Regions from separate parts of the Mus musculus genome. Here regions 1 and 2 are each linked to region 3. The links are chromatin contacts, called in public ChIA-PET and HiChIP or PLAC-seq maps. All regions are on one chromosome and are shown on one strand. Each heading gives the region's core, a stretch centred on a gene start, on an enhancer-like site or on the middle of the called end of the contact. The rest is flanking DNA. Distances are from core to core; before and after follow the strand shown.

Region 1 (2,905 bases), core at 247-2,746, 570 kb before region 3:
TTAAAAGCTAACATAATGCTTACTCTCAGGACTTGATTTATTCTCCCTCCCTCCTCTTTCATGCTCTCTCTCCATTTAAAATACAAGTTTGAGGTCATTAAATTAATTTGATCACAGCAATTCCTGAGGCAAAACACCATCAGGTCTTTGGACTATTCCACGGAGACAAGATTTCAAGCAATTAACTAGAGTGCAAAGGACTGACTTGGCCACGGTGACACGTGTCAGTTGGTTTTTGCATGCTCAGTGCTATTTTGACTCAATCGACATCATTATCTCACTAAATTATCAAAGTAATTGATGAAATCAGTACATTCATCCCTCTTTTTTTTTCTTTTTGGTTTTTGGAGACAGGGTTTCTCTGTATAGCTTTTAAACTTTAATTAGTAATATACATATTATAAGTATTTAAATAAAATAATATATAAACTATTGTTATGCTGAATCCTGAAGTAAAATGTATTTTTGTGTAAGTTATAATACCTGGAAATCTCTAATGGATTTGCTCATTTTAGAGGCTTGGAGATCAAGAGGCAGAGGAAGGAAAAGTGTTCTAAAATCACTAAAGAGGACCCCAGAAAGGCTCATCCCATGAGATCATAGCTTTTTTCCACTTTATGAGCTGCCAGACAGACATTGCAACTTCACTGAAGAGACATAGGATTTTATTTAGTCCATTGGAAACAAAAGAAGCCAGATCCTTTTGCACAGATTCAGGAAGCCAAGCTTCAAATCTTTGAGGTCCTGGAGCCCAGTGGGATGCAGAGATGCTTTCATGGCTCTGAGGAGGTTCACCAATCTAATTGTCACCTCATTGGGTTTTGTTCTGCAGGTCAAGGCTCAATTTGCTTTGTCATCTCTATGTTAGTATTAACTACAACATCCTAAGGCTTGCTTGGCCTGTGCTATCCTCAGCACAGTCCTAAGCTTTTCTTCTTTTCTTTTCTTTTCTTTTCTTTTCTTTTCTTTTCTTTTCTTTTCTTTTCTTTTCTTTTCTTTTCTTTTCTTTTCTTTCCTTTCCTTTCCTTTCCTTTTCTTTTCTTTTCTTTTCTTTTCTTTTCTTTTCTTTTCTTTTCAGTAACCACTAACACCAGGGAACCCTGTTAAAAAGAAAATTTAAAATGATTATCTTCATCATTTATGTTCTTGTATTTGTAAGGAAGACCTTGGTCAGATGCCATCTTCCTTTTAGTCAGTCACACATACTCGTCTTGACTTACCTGGGAAAAATGTATGTAGGATGCTAACATTCAAAGATTTTGGGTTCCAGGGACAAGGTTGTAAGAGAGAAATGCTTCTGACTGGTGCCATCTAGCAAGTGCTGTACACGGTTCCCTCTGCAACCCATAAGAAGCTGCGCAAGTGTTTTTCATGTGTGCTCACTGTCTTGTACCACCGGGCATTTGTTGGCTGTTTGTGAACCACACTGGCATCCGAGTGCAGCTGCAAAGGAGAGTGTACTCTGTGGCATCTCAAGGTGAAGTGTGACTGTGGGTGAGGAACCACAAAACCTCAGAGACTCTGGGGGAAACCAGTTACCAGATATCAGGAAGGTCTGAATGAGCAGTGAAAGCAGGGAAAACACCCTCCCCACAAGCTGTTCTCGCAATGTATTCCACATTCATGTGTCATCAAAGTTTATGGTTAGGACCAAGAAGAGCAGGAAGAGGAGAAAGGGCTGGGAGTGGAAGGGGGGGAGGAACACAAAAATTTATTCTTATTTAATTGTCCACTTTGTTGGCCTTCAAACTGATAACACAGATCAACTTTGCCACATACAGGAACTTTTGGTCCTGTCTACTGCCTACCTGCATGAATGGTGACATGTATCATATGGCTTCCTCTACCTTGAGGTTTGGGAGGCAGGAATACAGAGGAGGGGAATCACTCTCAGAGTTCTTCATACTCTGATTTGGAGTAGAAATAAATCATCAAGACCACTAGTAACTTACAAATGAGAACAGAAAGGCTAAAAGCCACACAATTAGCATTTTGTCTACTGCTCTTTGTTTAAAAGAGCATTTTAAATAGGGATGTAAGTTCATTTTAACTAACATAGGTTACACCTAACAAATTGTTTCCAAGTTGGGTAAGAGAAGCTGTGGATACTGTGCAGAAGAGCTAAGCACACTTGAGAGACGTGGCAGGCTGTGCAAGATACCTGTTCTTCTGAAAGTTTCTTGGCCAATGGCTTTCTGAATTTTTTTACAGAATTCTCTGAGACCTGGGCTGATTGGCTGACATTATGACATTAACCCTGGTTCCATATCACAGGACCAGGGTGAGTATAGTCTCATTCCCTTCAACATGTCTATTGAGAGAAAGAGACCATCTGGTAGGATGGAAAAGTGGCTTCCCCCTTGGCTTCTTTACCTTATTATTTTCCTCCTGTTGTTGAATAATGAATGCGCAGATCAGGGAATTCACAGAAATTGGTGTGCTAGGGCTTCCTGAGTGGAGCAAGCATGAATGCCAAGGGAAACAGAACGTGCCCCATTAGGACTGAGAGGCCAACAGGGTTGCTCAGTGTGCATGTGACAATCCAGAACTTAGTGCTATCTACAGAGACTTGGGAGACAGAGTGTTTGCTTCTCTCTAGTATTACAACCTGCCTCTTATTCTGTAACACTGAGAATGGGTTAAGTGTTGACTGCTATGAGGTGAAGTGGAAATTATTTCATCACTGCACTCAGTTGGCATGGCTTTCTTGACTCCAAAACCCAAGGTTACATGATTGTCTTGGAATTAAAAAAAAAAGTGACATTATTTTACATAGGCCAGGCTGGCCCTAAATTCATTACATAATTGAGGCTGGTCTTGAACTCCTGATTCTTCACCCATCTCCTAAAGTACTGGGATTATAGTGTCTGCCATTATTATCAGCTCTTAACTATTGGGTTTATAT
Region 2 (2,842 bases), core at 105-2,604, 660 kb before region 3:
AGCCAGTCTCACAAAGACACCTATTTTTTCTAAATAGCCCTTAATTTATATATTTAAACGATCCTTCATTATCTAAAAAATGCAAAACAATTTTTGTTTGTGATGCAAATAATTTCATCTAAGTAGGAGCTTTGAAGAACCAGGGCTTCTTGAGCCAGAACAATGCTATACTGTTCACTAAGCTATGACAATGTTGCAAGCAAACTGTTCTGTCTTTGTGTGTATGCACGTGCACCTGAGTGTGTGTGTGTGTGTGTGTGTGTGTGTGTGTGTGTGTATTGAACCCCAGACACAGCAATCAGATTGCTTTGCATGAGGGCTGCCATCAGCTTAGAGGAGTGAGCTTTCAAGACTTGCAAACCGGCAAGGAGGTAAAATACAAACCTCATGATTTCAGCCTGTGTGCCTGCTCTGTGGAACTCCACAGAGGCGCTCTATCTCAGAGTCACTCAAAAGGCTCAGAGCAGGATGTGGCAACCATCCATCTACCCAAGTCTGCAGTCCCAATTGGGGCCGGGCTGCAGCTGGCCAATGTTTGTGCTCTCCCTTAGCCCCTCCTTCTTCCACATTTCCTGTTTCCTGTTCTGAATTATATGGTCTGCACCTGAGTCCTACTGCCTTCTGATTTCCACTGTAAACTAAAGGTGTAGAGAGCCTTGGCAGGAAGGAACCCTGTGTAGGGGTTGGGAGAGGTGAGCCTGGGTTATATCCCTCCTCCTGCTGCCTTAATGCTGGTTGCCCTAAGCTGACCAAGGCAGCCGGTTCTATAGAACGCTCCCTCCAGGGGTTGTGTGGATGGCCCCTATCCTCTGCCCAGTCAGGATTAAACTGGTCCTAGAACCTGACAGTTGCTCACCACTGTCAGTTTGATATTTTATCCAAGTCCTTGAATTGTCCTGTCTCCTTTAGAGCACCCTCTTTATGGGTCACCACTGTCCCTTCAAAATGGTGGCAACAGGTGTTCCCTTTCCTCTGGGTCTCACTATCATGATGGGGACTGGAGACTTGAGGCCTTCCCCCCCCCCCCCCCCCCCCCCCAGCTACTGATGGTCTGGAAGCTCCAATGTGATTGGCAGGCTGAGAAAACGGAGTTACTGGTTTGGGCATAGGATGCTGCTTGCCTTGCCTTAGACCCAGATCTTGTTCCCTGGGAAACTAAACTCTTTCAGCACAGCCCAGTGCTGGAGGGCAAACAACTCTTGCAGAATCACTCAGGGGGGAACACACTCCTGAAGTCTGTGGCTCTTTATTTAAGGGAAGCATTGGGCAATGAACTGCACAGACCTGCAGGGTCTCCTGCAAGGATGCCCTTCCTGGTCCGAGGCTAAGTGCTTCCTGCTTCTCTTATATATTTGGCAACAGAAACTTTCTGCCCTCTTAGCTCTTCAAAAGGGCTTGTTACATCCGGCTGCAAACCACGGGGACTGATGATGCTGTCACAAAAGAAGCTGTTGCTGTGCATTTTGTAAAAGACGGGTTTTGAAATCTTTCATCCTTATGTTACACGTAGCTTACTGTTTACTGTTATTTTTTTTTCCTGCTGAAAATTTTATTATTGGGGGAAAAAAACCCCATGATTAAATTGTCCATATATCCTACAATAAGGGGTCCCTTGCTTTCCTTTCCTAACGACTGTGATGTGAACATTCCTGAGCCTCCTGCCAGATACCAATACACACACTGCTTTCTTGCAACATCTACCATTATGCCTTTTACATAGGACTTTTTTTTTAAAAGATTTATGTATATGAGTATACTGTAGCTGTCTTCAGACACACCAGAAGAGGGCATCAGATCTCATTACAGATGGTTGTGAGCCACCATGTGGTTGCTGGGAATTGAACTCAGGATCTCTGAAAGAGCACTCAGTGCTCTTCACTGCTGAGCCCCACATAGGGTTTTTTTTTCCTCCTTTTTTTTTTTTTTTGAGTCTCTCCTTGCTGTCCCATATAGGCCACTTCTTTGGGACTCCTTGACTCCTGCTGCAGAATTGTTTCATGAGCTGTTCTGAAACCTACCTGCTTACCACTACCCTTGTAAATTCTCCTAGGATGGGTCATTTGTCTGTATCTTTCATCTTTAGCTAGGAATTATGGGGAAGAAATCTACCCTGAGTACCACCAGAGCTCTAGTGACTTGCCTAGTCTGGAAAACACTTCTTTTCTGATCCCAGGTATGTGTGAATCATACTCTCAGAGGGTTGAGGGTAGATCTGACGTTGTCAATCAATGTCATAACGTCCGCTCATACGCACGGGGTATAATCCAAAGCTTATTTTAAATTTAGTTTGCATAGGGCAGTAATAAAAGTTAATTTTCCAAGTCTGAAAGAGAAGATGCGTTCTAAAATTGGCATCATTTTTTAAAGTCTCATTGCGGCCTTTCTTAGGCTTCCTTCCATACTTTTCTTGCTCACCTGTAAAAAAATTCATTGCACATGGAAACTGAGAATCCAAATGAAAGGGACTTAAACCCTCAGAAATGCTACTAAGTGAAGACAATTGCTCTAATATTTGGTGTTACATACAGTCTTTAAGAGTCAGTTGTGGCCTTCCATCCAAGTACTAGCTGCATATGCAGCAGAAGATGGCCTAGTTGGCCATCATTGGGAAGAGAGGCCCCTTGGTCTTGCAAACTTTATATGCCCCAGTACAGGTGAACACCAGGGCCAAGAAGTGGGAGTAGATGGGTAGAGGAGGGGGAGGGAAGGGTACAGGGGACTTTCGGGATAGTATTTGAAATGTAAATGAAGAAAATACCAAATAAAAAATTGGGAAAAGGACAAACAGGAATCAGCTGTGGCGGCCTATATAGAAGCTGCACATGTACACACGCGGACGTAA
Region 3 (2,960 bases), core at 380-2,879:
GTGGTCTTAAATATATACACTATATAATACCTATATATCATTATACTTACATGTTATCTATTAAAAAAGAATCACAGTATATCTGCAAGGAAACCCAGAAGTCCTTGGCTTTGAGAAGAGAAAGTTTGGGTTTAGAAAGAATGTAAACAATAATCAAACAGCAATAAGATTTGATGAGACAGAGGATATCTGGGTTATGCTGTGATTACCAAGTGCTGACAAGAAATAAAAGTATAAACCACACAAGCTGTTCAGATGAAGTAGCTTTTCTGTGTTCCCTAAGGATAAGCCACTCTTGGTGATGTGGTGAGTGATAACGGCCCCTCTTGCAAGACGAACATATGTGCTCTGATTGGGCAGGGTAGCAGCTATCAGGGATGTGTGTGAGGACAGTCATCTAGTACTTCGCAGCCTTAACTCTTCTAACATCCCATCTCTAGTGAGCCATTGTGTTGTGAACCATCAACTCTCTTCTTAGCTACTCTCTACCTAATGGGCCATTTTGATGCAGTCTTCACCAAGGATGTATCAGTTCTTCCTCTAGTACTCTCTGAGCAGTGCTTGAAAAATCCTTTCTAGAGAACTAAAATAACACCATGAAGCTGTTTCTCTACCCAATCCTGATGTTTTCTATTTGAAGATTACAGTGAAGTAAAGTGGGTGTAGGTGCTAAGTACTTGCTTGGATGACTATGGCCCCATCCATCTCTAAAGTTCTCCTAACCAGTCCTGTAGTTATGGAAATGTCGCAGATTCTCCTAGTCTCCCTTATTCAAACTTTCAAAGCTAACTCGGCCTCTTCCCTCACACCCAAATCTCAGTCACTATTGCTATAGATAGATAACCCTCACAATGGCCACCCCTGTCTCAATGGCACTCAAGCTCCCATCATGAACAAAAGACATCTCCCATCAACACAATTCTAGAAATGTAAACTAACTTGGTAGGGAGGAGATTTCCTCCTAACCTCACACTTGTTTATACTAAATCTATACATAGAACCACATTAGAGTATACATTACTAGAAAGCAAGGATTTATGAAAGCTAGTGAGATCCATAGTTTATTCCAGTCATCTCTTTTTAGGACCTTGACCCTGGTGTTACCCTAATCAGGCCAGTTATGAAGCCACCACCAACCTTACTTTCTCCTGCTTGTCTCCTTTCTAAACAAAGCTGCCATGACTCTTTCCTGATACCCTTTGCAATTCATTCCACCTCTTTTCACATTTCACTAGATTTGGCCTAATAAAACACATCATGTCACCTACAGGTGCAACTCCATCTACTCCCAAAAGTTTTCATGTCAGTTCCACAACAAAGCCTTGATACACAGAGGCATCTCTGGGCATCCTGTTGAGCCAGACGTAAGCAAAGTCACAAGCAGATTACCCTAAGATTCGAAGTATAAGTACAAAGAAAATGTTGTTTTCAAGCTTGCTTCAAAACAAATCTGGAAAGAGATGCTGGCCCAGACTTGTGGCTGCAGTTCAAAGCCCCAAAGGGGACCAGGGGGCTCAAAGGTGTGCCTTGAGCATTTCAGCTCAAACACTTGCTGTATCTTTTGCTAACTTCAGGCTAACCACAGGGAGACAGCTACTCTGTTCACCATTTCTTAAACATCCTCACCTTGCTATGCCCCCACAAACCAGGCAGAAACCACAACATCCTTCTAGTATACGACAGGCTTCACCATGTACTCTGGAGGCGGAGAGCTTAGTCTTCTTCCCCTCCACTTTCACTGTCTGAGCCCATTTCGTACCAAAGTCCCTGCAAATTAAAGTCTTTGCTGGCATGCTACCTCCGTGCGTTGGAAGGCACCACTTAGCTTCCAGATGCTACAAGAACCCCTTACATGTTTCTTCTGAATTTCTGCATTTAAGAGTTTGATTCATTCTGCCAGGACCACAGACTAGAAACTTCCTTTAAAATGGCATGTAAGACTAGACCACTGTCATATTTTAAGCAGGCAACTTCCTTCAAGCTGATGAGCATAGTTGTAATAGATGACATTTTCTTAAAGAAGTAGAAGTAGCTATCACGTAATGTTTTTTTTTTAATATATTTTTGATAAAGATACACTCACTGTTGGCCTTTAAACATTTATATAAGGTGTATTTTACTATGCTCAGGATATAACAAAAGGAGGCAAGGCATGAATATTTAGCAAGAATCTGGGATTTTTAACCAGGAAGAAACTCGCATAGAGTTTAATTCCTTTGTCTGAGAAACATTTTAGACATTAAACCTCTAAAGAGCTGAGTTCTGAGACTCTACTACTCAAGCAAAGCCACTGCAACATAGGAGCCATAATAATAAAGGTTTCTTTTATACATCTAAGTTTGATGTAGTGGTCAAATGAAGGCACATTCAGTATGCAAAATTTCTCTGATTTCTCCTATTACATGATTATGAGGCTATTTGGAGCATGGGCTGAAAATACAGATTTCTGGGTAGTCTTCTTCAAAATATGCAACAGACCAGAAATGCAGAAATTGATTTCTTATACCCATAAAGTCTTACCAATATGACCTCCTAAAGGTGAGCTGAACAAGGACATGACAGAATGGATAGGTAAAAGCTTAACTCTTCACAGAGAACTATAGGCAACTAAAGAAGGATGGGAGCAGGAGAGTTGTTCTTACTCAAGGATGAGAACACCAATGGCCAAATGGGAAGCCCTGAAAACATGCATACAAGTAACATTATTTAACAGGATATATATATATATACATGCATATATGTCATATGTACATGGAATAACAATTAAAAACGAGGCCATAGATTTGAAGGAGAGCAGAAGGAATATATAAGAGAGTTTGGAGAGAGAAAGAAAAGGGATAAATATTGTAATTATAACTCCCCCCAAAATATTTTAAAAGTGATTTCCTAGTCTTTTTTTTTTCTAACGTTTCCATTTTTTTTAAGGAGTACAAGATATAGTTCACTCTCTCCTTAAGTTC

Evidence for each region. HiChIP or PLAC-seq counts read pairs in DNA pulled down with a chosen protein or histone mark. ChIA-PET counts read pairs in DNA pulled down with a chosen protein or histone mark.
Region 1: an RNA polymerase II ChIA-PET map of effector CD8 T cells shows a contact between it and region 3, with 10 times the contacts expected there. The contact joins two enhancer-like sites. A contact is called at or near these places in 2 of 115 datasets of contacts at active chromatin or transcription factors (CD8 T cells and effector CD8 T cells).
Region 2: a RAD21 HiChIP or PLAC-seq map of pro-B cells shows a contact between it and region 3, with 11 times the contacts expected there. The contact joins two enhancer-like sites. A contact is called at or near these places in 1 of 15 datasets of contacts at CTCF or cohesin (pro-B cells) and 1 of 9 other capture datasets (embryonic stem cells).

Annotation. Positions count from the first base shown.
Region 1 is chr15:10,143,297-10,146,201 of GRCm38.p6, reverse strand. No RefSeq gene overlaps it. Among named protein-coding and RNA genes, the nearest start is that of Prlr, 32 kb to the left of the region's middle. Within about 2 kb of position 1,496, at least 27 of the 459 cell types and tissues checked have an H3K27ac peak or open chromatin away from gene starts, as enhancers often do. A contact at or near this core is called in effector CD8 T cells, where this site is marked.
Region 2 is chr15:10,234,668-10,237,509 of GRCm38.p6, reverse strand. The region is part of intron 1 of Prlr (prolactin receptor); the gene reads right to left. Among named protein-coding and RNA genes, the nearest start is that of Gm41268, 33 kb to the right of the region's middle. Within about 2 kb of position 1,354, at least 34 of the 459 cell types and tissues checked have an H3K27ac peak or open chromatin away from gene starts, as enhancers often do. A contact at or near this core is called in pro-B cells, where this site is marked.
Region 3 is chr15:9,573,655-9,576,614 of GRCm38.p6, reverse strand. No RefSeq gene overlaps it. Among named protein-coding and RNA genes, the nearest start is that of Il7r, 45 kb to the right of the region's middle. Within about 2 kb of position 1,629, at least 47 of the 459 cell types and tissues checked have an H3K27ac peak or open chromatin away from gene starts, as enhancers often do. A contact at or near this core is called in effector CD8 T cells and pro-B cells, where this site is marked.